Linked DNA regions of Macaca mulatta: region 1 is linked to region 2. Evidence: chromatin contacts called from public Hi-C data. All regions are on one chromosome and are shown on one strand. Each heading gives the region's core, a stretch centred on a gene start, on an enhancer-like site or on the middle of the called end of the contact. The rest is flanking DNA. Distances are from core to core; before and after follow the strand shown. Region 1 holds the start of EIF4A1 (eukaryotic translation initiation factor 4A1). Region 2 holds the start of CTDNEP1 (CTD nuclear envelope phosphatase 1).

Evidence for each region. Hi-C and Micro-C count contacts between places; a contact is called where the count stands out from the background.
Region 1: a Hi-C map of fetal cortex germinal zone shows a contact between it and region 2, with 3 times the contacts expected there. The contact joins the promoter of EIF4A1 here to the promoter of CTDNEP1 in region 2. A contact is called at or near these places in 3 of 14 Hi-C or Micro-C datasets (blood, cortical neurons and fetal cortex germinal zone).

The regions. Positions count from the first base shown.
Region 1 is chr16:9,057,991-9,064,950 of T2T-MMU8v2.0, reverse strand. It overlaps EIF4A1 (eukaryotic translation initiation factor 4A1), which reads right to left and starts at 4,232. Exons shown (of 12, transcript XM_077970278.1): 1 at 4,196-4,232; 2 at 3,516-3,663; 3 at 2,754-2,802; 4 at 2,373-2,505; 5 at 1,790-1,929. The coding sequence starts at 2,777. SENP3 (SUMO specific peptidase 3) reads right to left here. Exons shown (of 11, transcript XM_015118514.3): 8 at 6,845-6,960; 9 at 6,574-6,657; 10 at 6,405-6,455; 11 at 5,411-5,947. The coding sequence ends at 5,837. It overlaps LOC114673310 (small nucleolar RNA SNORA48), which reads right to left and starts at 2,338; the gene lies at 2,204-2,338.
Region 2 is chr16:8,735,979-8,742,717 of T2T-MMU8v2.0, reverse strand. It overlaps CTDNEP1 (CTD nuclear envelope phosphatase 1), which reads left to right and starts at 4,410. Exons shown (of 7, transcript XM_015118443.3): 1 at 4,410-5,195. The coding sequence starts at 5,094. It overlaps ELP5 (elongator acetyltransferase complex subunit 5), which reads right to left and starts at 3,876. Exons shown (of 8, transcript XM_077970162.1): 1 at 3,791-3,876; 2 at 3,574-3,634; 3 at 3,406-3,486; 4 at 1,577-1,797. The coding sequence starts at 3,836.

The sequences.
Region 1 (6,960 bases), core at 2,983-5,482, 320 kb before region 2:
TGCTGTCAATAGGTGGCAAAGACAGGATTTCAACTCAGTCTGGTTCCTGAGTGTACAGTGATTCACAGTAAGGCCGCTCAGATAATTAATTCAGTTTCTTACTCTAGATGTTTAGAACCCGTAACTTTCGGCCGGGCGCGGTGGCTCAAGCCTGTAATCCCAGCACTTTGGGAGGCCGAGACGGGCGGATCACGAGGTCAGGAGATCGAGACCATCCTGGCTAACACAATGAAACCCCGTCTCTACTAAAAATACAAAAAAATTAGCCGGGCGAGGTGGCGGGCGCCTGTAGTCCCAGCTACTCGGGAGGCTGAGGCAGGAGAATGGCGTAAACCCGGGAGGCGGAGCTTGCAGTGAGCCGAGATCGCGCCACTGCACTCCAGCCTGGGCGACAGAGCAAGACTCCGTCTCAAAAAAAAAAAAAAAAAAAAAAAAAAAAAGAACCCGTAACTTTCTGAAAGCTAATTTGACCAACTGCCTCGTCATGCAGCAACCAGTTTTGTTTTGTTTTTTTTGAAACAGAACTTTGCTCATCGCCCAGGCTGGAGTGCAATGGCACAATCTCGGCTCACTGCAGCCTCCGCCTCCTGGGTTAAATTCTCCTGCCTGAGCCTCCCCCAAGTAGCTGGGATAACAGGCACATGCCACTACGCCCGACTAGTTTTTATATTTCTAGTAGAGATGGGGTTTCACTATGTTGGCCAGGCTGGTCTCCAACTCCTGATCTCAAGTGGTCTGCCTGCCTCAGCCTCCCAAAGTGTTGGGATTACACAAGTGAGCCACCGCGCCCGGCCAGCAACCAGTTTTATAGAACAGGTGATGCATATCCATGTCCTATTGTACTCCTACCAGAGGACCAAAAGCTACGAGCCATGTTCACTCTGAGAAAACTGAGAGCCAAGTGCCTTAGAATGGAGCTCTGCTGTAACTTCTTACATTATCCACACCCAGAATAATCATTGCACCTGCCACAGAACATTTAAAAAACATGCTGAGCCTCAATACTCTAGTTGAGATGAGTGTCGCAGCATGACCCAGAAAAAGTCCAGCATTAGAATTGTGTGTGCCCCCGGCATGAAACAGCTCTAGGCATTAAGCCAAGGTGAAAAAAGGACTGTCCGGCTGGGCGTGGTGGCTCACACCTGTAATCCCAGCACTTTGGGAGGCTGAGGCGGGTGGATCATGAGGTTGGGAGACCGAGACCATCCTGGCTAACATGGTGAAACCCCATCTCTACTAAAAGATACAAAAAAATTAGCTGGGCGTGGTGGCAGACGCCTGTAGTCCCAGCTACTTGGGAGGCTGAGGGCAGGAGAATGGAGTAAACCCGGGAGGCGGAGCTTGCAGTAAGCTGAGATAGCGCCACTACACTCCAGCCTGAGTGACACAGACTCTTGTCTCCCAAAAAAAAAAAAAAAAAAACCAAACATAAAAAACCAAACAACAAAACTGTCCACTGTCCATCTGCTCTACCATAATAGCACCCCCACCACTGAGGTGTCTCTTAGCCCATGGTGATGGTGCTTATTCAGAACACAGCCACCAAACTTGCCCAGCCAGCCAGGCTTCACCCAAGAGCCTTCCCATTTGACTCAGGAAATGGGTGGAGGAAGTGATGGTTACATTTGGGTAAGAAATAGCTTCTAATTAACCCAGCAGGTCTCGAGAGCGTTAGGGCACCCATCTCTCTTCCTCCCAAGGTGGTGATCAGAGAACACTTCTCTGGTCCTTGGATTATGCCCATCATCCCTAAATCAGCCTTTAAGGAGGGAACAGAAACCACTCTTACCTGCTGAGCCAATTCTCGAGTGGGTGCCAGGACCAAGGCCTGGGTGGCTTTTAGATCTAATTCGATCTGCTGCAGAATTGATATGGCAAATGTGGCCGTTTTCCCAGTCCCAGATTGGGCTTGAGCGATCACATCGTAACCTAAACAAACAAATTAGGAGTTAAATGTGGTAAAGAGTATACACTTTGGGATATTCAAGTTGTATGTAGGTGAATGAGACCAATAAGTAGCCAATGAACCAAGCATTTCATGGCTCACAAACTACCTTACCAGTCAACACAGTTACACAATGAGAACCAGATAGAAACAAGGACCAGTTATTAACTCGTCTAGTGTTGCACACCAAGCTGGACTAGAACTATGGCTGCAGAGACAAGTGTAAGCTGGCTACAATACCACCTCTTTAAAGGAAACGTATGTGTCCAAGGCATGAACCAGGCATGGGCACAGATCAGAAGCCAAGCTGGGATGAACAAGGAGTTGCTTTGTCCCTGGCTGATATGAGATGGGCACCACCAACCAGATGCCACTCTACCCAGGTCAGGGACAGTCCAGAATGTCTTCTGGTACTGAGAGTTCTCACCCTTGATACAAGGTAGAATGGCTCGCTGCTGGATGGCAGACGGCTTCTCAAAACCATAGGCGTAGATGCCACGGAGAAGAGACTCTGAAAGGTTCATGTCATCAAAGCTGTCAACAATCTCATTCCAGTTACTCTATGGGATGCAAAGAAATTAAAGTTTGAGTCGTGGAAAAGGTGAGGCTGAGCTGTAGTCCCAGAGCGAACAGGATCTGGCGCCTACTAACCAAAGCCCTCAAAGCTTACAACCCCTCCTCCCTTTAGGGAAACCAGCTGCTTCTAGATGGGCTGGGAAATCAATCTAAGACGCCACTCTAACTCTATACAGTTGTAAGGCTGAGAGTTGTAATGAGGGAGGACACAATTTCATTTGTCCAGTCTCACCTCGATGACGCCTTCGGGCTCCATCCCATCGGGGCCATTGTCTCTGGATCTGTTGGTTTAAAGCACAAATTTTGTCCCCTGCCAGACCGAAGCACTCAGAAATCCTGACAACCGGGCTGTGTCAGGAGTGGCCTGCATGATGCCATCAACCTGCTCTTCCAGATCCAACTCCCACCGTTTCCCAAAAGGTACCCAGAGGAGGAGTATCTATAAAACTGCGTGAGGCCTTTGCCCCATGCAGGCAGCGGCTCAGGCCAGGCAACCCCCGACATAAGGGGGACCCTTTCTGAAGACAGGCTGGCAGGCGTGCCGCTGCGCTCACGGCGCCCAGAGGTGGTGCTTGCCGCCAGGTCCACGTGGGCCCGACCCAGCCGCTTAAAGCCCCAGCGCGTGCACCTCCCACCACAGCACCAGCGCGCCGGAAGTCCCGCCCTTCACCTCCCAGATCGGAGGGTAGGACATCCCCTTCCCCCCACGTCATCCCGCCCGCGCCCTCCCCCACTCCCTCCAGCCGAACCCCCCTTCGCGTTGCCCGGATGTGGGAGGCCGCGGGCGGTGGCGGCCTCGCGCACAATGAGCCCAAGCCGAGCTAGCAAAGGGGGAGATTGCACAACACTTAGAAGCGAAGCAGACTGGGGGAGGGGAACGCCTCAAGCCACCATGTGCTCGCTCCCTCGACCACCCGGCGGCGTCTCCCACCCCTCCATGGAACAATCCACCTCCCGCCCGCCCCCGTCGCGAAGTAGCGTCGCCCTCCCGTACCTCAGGCCGCTCACCCCCGAAGTAAAGTGGACCTGCCCATCCGCAGTTTGCCAATAGCCCGGCTTGTGCGGCAAAATGGACCCGCCCGCCCGGCGCCGGGTGGGCTCCTGGTGCCTCACGCGGCCGCTCCTCGGGGTTAGGCTCAGTCCTGGCCGTCAAGAAAACCAGCACACTGAACGGCCGGTTTCTTCTCCCCGACCCGTGTTTTAGCCGCGACGATGTGACTGGATCTGAGGACCAGGCACCCCCGCCTCTCGCGAGTGGTACCGTCAGAATCCTCCGGAACCCCGCGCGCCGTCCCTCCCCCGGCACAGGGAGACAACCGGACCTGCCGGCTCTGGGCCACACACAGTAGCGGCCGCCTCCACCTTTCTTTCCCACGCCAGGTAGCGACCCAGTCTCGCCACTCAGCGCCGGGGCTTCGCGCACGGCACCGCCTCGGGTCAAGGCTCGTAACAAACTTCGCAAGCCTGACCCTAGCCGGGCTGTCCCTGCCCTCCGCTTCGACCCTGGTGGCCGCGGAGGCCGTGGATCTTCCCCCTCGCCCCCCCAGGTCGGACCTCCCCCCCGGCTCGGTTTCCCCCGCAACCCTGCTGGGCCTCTCAGCTAGCCCCAGCCGGCCTGTCGGAAGGGGGGCGGAAAGGTAAGCAGCCACAATCTCTTGCAAATGTCTTTCTTACCGGGAATCCTGGCTCGCAGACATGATCCTTAGAAACTAGGGCGGAGTGCCCGCCTATCGACAACTTATAGAGCGCCCGACTCCGCCCCGGCCATCGCATTGGCTTGGCTGCCCCGGCCCCGCCTGCCGGCGCTCGGCAACTCGGCGTGACGTTAGTTCCTAGGCGCTCTGGCATGCAGCCACCATTGGATAACTCGAACGCCTATCAAGGTGAAGGCCCGCCCCGCAGCCTCATTGGCTGGAGGGCCCGCCTTTCTCGCCGGTACGGAAGTGACATACAGGAGTCAGGCCTCGAGGCCTGGCAGCCATCTTGGGGCCCTGAACTCTCACACGTGCGGAGGCGACAGTGCCTTGGTCATGTGGCTCCGTAGGCCCTATCACGCAAGGGGGGCGAGGTCTCAGCCTCCAGAGGCTTCCGGGCTCTGGGGGTTATCACTTCCCTTTACTTCTGCTCCCGGTCCCCACTGGACTCAAATGTTAATTTGTTTTCCCCTGTAGCAAAGATGGATTCGACACCGCCTGGACGTGTGCCAAGGATGAAGGAATCAAGAGCGATATCCTAGGGACAGGAGGATTTCCCTGGCTGGAGGATGGAGGGATGAAAGAAAACTGTAAAGGGCTTTGGGGTACTATCATGAATCCTGGCTGGTCCCCTCCCCAGTCCCTTGTGTCCAGTTCCCCAGCTTCCCTCTCGGACGCCCTTATTCTTGAGGCGTACCTACTTTCCCTCCTTCCTCCCCTCTGCTCCTATCTGGGGGATTTGTTTGGGTGAAGACATGGTGTTGGCAGTGTCTGAGCCAGGGATGGAAAGCTGACCCCCTTTTTTTTTTTTTTTTTTTTGAGACGGAGTCTCGCTCTGTCGCCGGGGCTGGAGCGCAGTGGCCGGATCTCAGCTCACTGCAAGCTCCGCCTCCCGGGTTTACGCCATTCTCCTGCCTCAGCCTCCTGTGTAGCTGGGACTACAGGCGCCCGCCACCTCGCCCGGCTAGTTTTTTGTATTTTTTTAGTAGAGACGGGGTTTCACCGTGTTCGCCAGGATGGTCTCGATCTCCTGACCTCGTGATCCGCCCGTCTCGGCCTCCCAAAGTGCTGGGATTACAGGCTTGAGCCACCGCGCCCGGCCAAAGCTGACCCCTTTAGTCTCAAGAGCCTGGCTGGAAGGTCTGAGCTAAGCATCCACTAATTTGAGGCCCTTTAAGGAAGACCACCACTTAAGTATCAACAAAGGATCCTTTATTGACCAGAGCAGGACCGTGGCATTTATATATATATATATATATATATAAAAAAGTTTGAGGATCTGGCAGGCAGTGATGCTATTGCCCACCCACCACCCCCAGCACTGATTTCCTGCTCCCTGCACGGGGAAAGGGGAGGATGACTGCTCCACCCAGGCCACAGGGCCACACTCCCCTGCAAACAGAGGAAGAAAGGGGCTTTTCTGTAGCCACCCCCTGCCCATCAAAAATCAACAGGTATTCTCTCAAAGAAAAAAAAAATACAGAAATCGAAACATTTAAATATGAAAAACCAAAGGGAACTGAGTGGGAAGAGGCGAGAGGGGAAAGGGACTGGAGTTTCCTGGGAAGGGACTCCTATGTCCCCCTTCCCATTAATGGGCTTGGGGTCTGGGGTACGAGGCTCACACAGTGAGTTTGCAGTGACACAGCTCCTTGTAGATCTGCCGACGAAGTTTGGGCATGTCCTGCTGGGTGAAGCTGAATGGCTGAGACAGGGCCAGATGCTTGCAATACTGGGTGTTAACAAAGCAGGCCATGAGAAACCCCCTGTGTCAGGACCTGTGCTACACATTTCATGTTAGATGTGTCTCCATCTTTCAGAGAACATGCCCACTTCACATACAAAGGGAGTCAGGGTCCCATAGCCTGGGGTTCAAAAACAGCCTGACTCTAAAGCTAATGTTCCTACTTGGTACACGATAGAATGTTTTAGATGGAGAAAATACACTGAGTTGGAGGTTAGCAGGGAGCTCTATCAAGGCCAGAGGCCCAAGACCAGACACCCAGTCCCAATGTGGGATGAAGAAGCCCAGAAGAGGACCAGTGAAGCCAGGGTCTTGGTGTTCTAAAACAGATTACTTCCTGCTGCACAACTGACTATGAGCCAAATGAGGGGATACAGAACAGCCTCCCAACCCTTTAACCCAACTGACTTCAGAGCTAGAGGAGGTGGCCCCATCATCTGCTTACCTGCAACACAAAAGCACCACAGTCACTGTCATTATTCTGCCTGGCCACATTCTAGGGAAGAGAAAAAAAGCAGGCCCTTCACATGGAGACTCCCAGGGGTAAGGCTTCAATTTCTGCCTTCTACCACTATCCCCACCAACACCCTATACCCCTTCCTCAGGAAACTCACCATTTTGAAGTAACCTTTCCAGCCCTGGTGGAAATCCAGTCGGTCTTTCTTTACCGCCTCTGCCTGCAGATACTTGGCAATATGCTACGTGGGTGGGGAGAGAGAGAAAGTGATGCCCTGAATCTCCCAAATGAACACAGTATGGTGGGTAGTGGTGGCAGACATCATGCCCAGGTTGCCCCTCAAAGGCCCAAAGCCCACCCTTCTTCCTGCAATGCCTTGCCACTGCACCTCCCCACGTTTTGCCCATCTCTCTCCTACCCCCTCAAACCTTAGGGCAGCGGCGGTTTAGGGTACGCTGCGAGTCAAAATAGGTGATGGTGCGTCGCCTCACATCGACAGAGATGAGGGACCAATGCACCTCCAGGTGGATGGGGATTAGCAGTA
Region 2 (6,739 bases), core at 3,161-5,660:
ATTTAACAATTTTTTTCTTTTTTTTTTGAGACGGAGTCTTGCTGTCACCCAGGCTAGAGTGCAGTGGCACAATCTTGGCTCACTGCAACCTCTGCCACCCGGGTTCAGCAATTCTGCCTCAGTCTCCCGAGTAGCTGGACTACAGGCGTGTGCCACCACGCCTGGCGAAGTTTTGCATTTTTAGTAGAGATGGGGTTTCAGCATCTTGGCCAGGCTTGTCTTGAACTCTTGACCTCATGATCCACCTGTCTCGGCCTCCCAAAGTGCTGGGATTACAGGCGTGAGCCACCACGCCTGGACTGTTTTTAGTTTTTATTTTTTGAGATGAAGTATTTCTCTGTCACCCAGGCTGAAGTACAGTGGTGTGATCTCAGGTCACTGCAACCTCTGCCTCCTGGGTTCAAGTGATTCTCCTGCCTCAGCCTCCCGAGTAGCTGGGATTACAAAAGTGCGCCACCACACCCAGCTAATTTTTTGTATTTTTAGTAGAGACAGGGTTTTACCATGTTGGCCAGGCTGGTCTCCAACTCCTGACCTCAGCTGATCCACCTACCTTGGCCTCCCAAAGTGCTGGGATTACAGGTGTGAGCCACCGTGCCCAGCCAATATTTAACAATTTTTGATCTAAGAAATGGCAATATAGTGGTTTATCCTAATACTTCCCTTGTACCTTCCCCCATATACAGCGGAAAGTGAAGCAAGTGAAAGTCAAGCACCTTAATACAAAGCTGAGCGTCTGATTCCTAAGTCCATTCGAGTACCCACAGTGCACTTCAGGGCTAGTCCCAGTGCCCCTGCCCGGCCAAATCTGCCTGGCTGACCGCTTGCTCTTCAAAAGTGCCTTTATTTTTTGACACGGACTCTCGCTGTATCACCCAGGCTGGAGTGCAGTGGCGCGATCTCGGCTCACTGAAAGTTCCGCCTCCCAGGTTCATGCCATTCTCCTGCCTCAGCCTCCCAAGTAGCTGGGACTACAGTCGCCCGCCACCAGGCCCAGCTAATTTTTTTTGTATTTTTAGTAGAGATGGGGTTGCACCGTGTTAGCCAGGATGGTCTTGATCTCCTGACCTTGTGATCTGCCCACCTCGGCCTCCCAAAGTGCTGGGATTACAGGTGTGAGCCACCGCGCCCAGCCGAGAGGGCCCTTCTTTAAGGTACCCTGTGCATGTCCTATATCATCATGGCCTTTATCAGACCATCTTGTAACTGCCTGTTTACTTATCTCCATCTTTTATGGGACTTCGAGCTCCTGGAAGGCAAGGACCCAGCTACAGTCAGTCTGTATTTTGCCATTATCTAGAATTGTACCTGACATATTATATGTATTTACTATTGATTTGTTAAATAAATGAATGAGTGAAACAAATGAGTAAAAAAATAACTTGGAGGAAAAAAAGCAAATGGTAGATGGCATTAAGGGGAAGTAAAAAAAAAAAAAACCAGACAAAAAGTTCAAAAAAATGAAAAAAGGTCTGACTGGAGAACCCAGATGTTTCTTCTAGGGTAGAAAGGAAAAGGGGCGCACACCTTGGCAGAGGGAGATATATGAGGGGAAATAATGAAGGAGGGGTCTCACCAGGACAGGAGTCCTGATGGCTCACAGCATGCAGGGCCTGGCAGAGTGTGGTGCAGGGAAGGTGAAGCAGCAGCCAGCTGAGTGAATCGAGAGCAATGGTGACAGGACCAGGATCTGTCCTCTTGCATATGGCTCTCAAGGCTCCCAGCGGCCCCCCAGGAAGGGCCTCCTCAGTTTTTGACCAGTTGAGAGGGTCTCTGAAGAAGTCATGGTAAACCAGCCTGCAAAGGGAAAACATGACACAATATAATATTGCTCCTTCCCCCCAGAGGATCACAAAGTTCATCCTCTGATCTTTTTGGCTCTGTTTTCTCAATTTTCATGAATATCCTAAATATTAGTGAAAGAATATTACTGAGAGATAGCAATGATTGAGAGCACAGACTTTGGTGTCTGACAGCCTGACCTCCAAGCTTGGCTTTGCGACTTGTTGCCCAAGGTCAGCTAAATGATAAATGATCTCTAAGACTCAGTTGCTTCATTGGTGAAATGAGATGCCAACCTCTAAGCACTCAGCACAGTGCTTGACACATAGTGTATGCCTCATAAATGTTAGTTATCACCATTATCACATATTTCCTGAGTGTGGCACCTAAAGTTTATCACTCTGGATAAAAAATGAGAAAGCAGAGGACATGAGACTTGGTTCCTGCCTGTAGAACAGCTTAAAGAAAGTAAAAAATTAAGTCATGGAGTACCAACTACAGAAAAAAATAACAGCTCAGGAAAGGTAGACCAGCAAAGGTAGCAGAACTTTTTTTTTTTTTCCCCAGATATCTCTTTTTTATCTTCTGGTTCTCTTGTGGAATGCCCTCTTTTTTTTTTTTTTGAGACAGAGTTTCGCTCTTGTTGCCTGGGCTGGAATGCAATGGCACGATCTCTGCTCACCACAACCTCTGCCTCCTGGGTTCAAGCGATTCTCCTGCCTCAGCCTCCCGAGTAGCTGGAATTACAGGCATGTGCCACCATGCCCAGTTAATTTTATGTATTTTTAGTAGAGATGGGGTTTCTCCACGTTGGTCAGGCTGGTCTCGAACTCCCGACCTCAGGTGATCCACCCGCCTCAGCCTCCCAAAGTGCTGGGATTAAAGGCGTGAACCACCACACCTGGCCATGGAATGCCATCTTAACATACACCACCACCTCTATCACAACAATGGCTGATGTAAAATTAGAGGCTCAACAGATAAGATGTAAACTACTATCACCATTCACTGAGTTGCCCAGACTAGGAAGTAGAAAGCATCCTACTAATGGTTCTTAATGTCTCCTGATCAGGCATGTGGCTGGGTTTAGGGACTTCCTTATTTCAATACTTTCTTCTCCCCCACATTAGTCAATAAATCCTGGAAATGCTACCCACTAAACTCCTTTACATGTGTTCTAAACTTTCCATCTCTACTGCCCAGGTCTCTATCACTTTCTACCATTATTCCCTAAAATTCATTAGGCCAGGAACAGGTCTGTCTCATTCACTGCCAGCTCCAGTATCTTGCACAGCACCGGGTTTATAGTTGGTGCTCGGTACATATGCACCTTAATAGCGAACCTGGATTAATGGATTACTGCAATACCCTTCCCACATGTTCTCCCTATCTCCAGGCTATTTCTCTCTCAACTTCTATGAGCTTTGCTTTGGATTCCCCAAATACTCATCACTCCTCATTACTCCTCTTACTAAGTCTTGCCTCCTGAAAGACCCATATCCAATTCTTCAATGAATATTTAAGGAACTGCTACTATATACCAGGTTCTGCGCTTGTTATAAATAAATGTCCTTAGCAATAGACGTCTCCAATTTAATCAAATCTTTTCCAACTGGTACTTACCGATTGTTGATATCAGAGTCAAAACCTTCACGAAACTCTTCCTCGCTCACTTCACAGCCCAGGATATGCACTTGCTCCCCACTAAGGCAGAGATGAGGCGGGACTGTCAAAGAGTGGGCACAGGTTCCCTATCCAGGGTAGGCTGAGGAGACACCGTGGGATACTCACCACAGTGCAGATTTCTTGACAAGCGCCTTCAAGAGACTGCGCCCCTCCCACTCCACGGAATCTGCACAGCGAGGGACGGATCGAGTGTGAGGGCGCTAGGATTACCACCCTCGCGAACCCGTCGCGATCTCCACACCTAGCCTGTGACCCATGGCCCTTCCTCTCCACTTCCGTCCCCTCAGCCAGACCCGAACCCCACTGTGCCGCTGGCTCTCACCCCGAAGCAGCACCAGGCCGCCCAAGGATAACAGCGAGTCCAACATCCCCAACTCGCGTCCGGTCCCTGCTCTGGCGCCCTCTGATAGCGTCACGACCCACTGTCCCGCCCCCTCGGGGTGAAACGGGCGGGGCACTCGAGCGTCCTCCCACCATTAAGACCTAACATAGTCTGGAATGAGAGGTGATTATGTTCACTATTCCCAGGGGGGCGCTCACGAGGAGGGCGCCCCTCCCCGAGCCCTGGCGCACAGTCGTACGGACAACGACCCCTTCTACATCTTCACTGTGACCGGGACGGGAAGAGCAGTTGGGGCAGTTGTCAGTGGGAGGGGGAAGAGGACCCATAAACCCCCCGCGAGGGTCCTAACTGCGGGGACAAGTGACGGCCTCCGCCCCGCCCACGCAGTTTGAGGCGGGGCCTGCTTCGCCTCAGGCCCCGCCCCGCGGCCACCTTCTGCGCGTGCGCAATACTGCAGCCTCGTTCGGAGTGCTTCTGACTTTCCTTATACCTACCCCCATAGACCGCGCAGGGGGAACTTAGTCCCGGTGAAGCGAATACACGTCACCACCGGAAGCAGTGTCAAAGGGGAAGAGAGGGGGAAAGACAGGAGGAGGGAGTCCTTTGGGCGGTAAAATGGCGTCTGTCAGAGTGGGAAACCCAGCTGCAGAGGCTGCAGCCCCGCTCCCCAGCGGCTAAAGGACCCCCGAGCTTGGGGAGGGGGAGGCCGCTCCGGCCCAGTGCTCCGCGCCCTTCGGCTCCCCCTCCCCCTCCTTCCCTGCTCCTTCGCTCTGCAGGGCCGTTCTCCGCTGCCGCGGCCCTTTGCGCGCCACTGCCCCCGCCCTCCCCGTTCCTGCGGGCAGCCCCCTAGCGCGCCTGCGCAGCGGGCCACTCTCCGCTTTCCCCCTTCCCCTCCCCCTCCCTTTTCCCTTCCTCCCTTTTCCCTAGCCCCCTCCCCCACTGCCCCCTCCCCCAATTATCCTTCCCCTTCCCTCCTGGTCTCGGAGGACCCCATCCTAGCCCGACCTGTCTCGGCCCGCAACCTCCCCGAAGCCGTCGGTGCCACTCCCAGCCCATGTGGGCCCCCGCGGGCTGCCCACGCCTGTCCCCCAGCTCCCCGTTCCGCTGGGCTTTCCCCTCGCCAGGGGTGGCTTTCTGAGCCGCCCGCTCCGTGCCCCTCTCTGCAGCCTCTCCTGCCACTCGGGGCCCCCGTTCCCCCTCCCGGCGGCGGGGGGCTGCCCCCGGGGGGCTGGCGGAGCTGGGCCGCGGGGGCCCCGGGGCCGGCGGTGCCGGGGTCATCGGGATGATGCGGACGCAGTGTCTGCTGGGGCTGCGCACGTTCGTGGCCTTCGCCGCCAAGCTCTGGAGCTTCTTCATTTACCTTTTGCGGAGGCAGATCCGCACGGTGAGCCAGGGTGGGCGCTGGCGGTGTTGGGGACGTCTGTCCGTGGTGGTCAGGGGTTTTCGGAGTGTCGGGCCTCTGTTTGGGCCTAGGAAGGGAGTCCTGACTGGGGCTTTTCTCGCCAGAGAATTGGGCACCCTATGCGGGGCTTGGGCTGGGGAGGACGGAGACCCTTGTAATAGAACCTAGCCCTTGGGGGTTTTGATGGGGCTAGATGGGTCAGGATTTGGTAACTCTTGGGGGCTAAGGTGGTGGGTGGGGCTCTCTTTTAAGAAAGCTGGAGTTGTTGCTAAAGAAACCGAGAGGCGGGGAACACCTGTTTGATGACAGCCAGATCTGTTGATGTGGGCTTGTGAAAGACCCTATTTGGAACCTCGGTGTTTGGTCCCATAACAAGGGACAGACAGACTTGTGTGTCAAGGGTGGAGGTGGGTGGGAGGGCTTGTTACAAACAAGGACTGGAACTTGGCCCTGGGTGTGAAGGAGAAACCCCTGAGGTTCCCATTAAGGGAACTCTTCCAAAAAGACTGAAAATGTATTTCATAGTGTGAGTGTAGGTATCTGGATTTCTAGAGGACTAAAGCAGATACTTTTATGATGGTCCTCTTTAATTGTGGGAGGAAGTTCAAGGTGGGTGCTGTGCCCACCATTAAAGTTTGGGTGTCCCTGTCAGAGGACAGCGCTGGTCAGTTGTAAGGCTTGAATCTGAGGACATGTTTGCTTGTCCAGGAGAGCCTAGCATTCTGAGGGATACTGTCTGGATGGACCCAAGCATCTCTGGGTCCCCTCCTCCTTAGCTTTTCTCCAAGGTCAGAGCTCCTTCAGCTAACAGCACTTTTAAATGAATGTGCTCTTGTGGTCTCACCACCACCAGGGAGAATCCTCGGAAGGAGTCTGGGGAGAATTTAGTAAGCAGAGACAAAGGTTCTGGGTCTGTACTCTGGTCTGTATCCCTTAGCATACCTCAATACAGTTTGAAAGAATAAACCCAGGTTGGGGTGACCTGGGGTCCAGGGAATTTCCAGAAAGCCCTCAGTGGTAGTGGTGGTTGACTTAACTGATTTGGGAGAATGGGTCTGATCTTGGATTCATTCTCTACTTTACCAGTCTGCTTCCACTTCCTGATTCAGGGCGCGAACAGTACAGGATGGTTGTGGCTCTAGGTTGTGGCCCAGAGACGAGCTAGGAGCCAAGAAAAATTTAGAGTCAGAGATGCTGGGATATATGTGGGGCTCTCTCCTGAGATTTTCTTTTCTTTTCTGAGACAGTCTTGCTCTGTCGCCCAGGCTGGAGTGCAGTGGCGCGATCTCGGCTCACTGCAACCTCCACCTCCTGGGTTCAAGCGATTCTCCTGCTTCAGCCTCTTGAATAGCTGGAATTACAGGCACCCACCACCACACCTGGCTAATTCTTGTAATTTTAGTAGAGATGGGTTTTCACCATGTTGGCCAGGCTGGTCTCAAACTCCTGACCTCAAGTGATCTGCCCGCCTTAGCTTCCCAAAGTGCTGGGATTGAGCCACTGCGCCTGGCCTCTTGGGGTTTTCT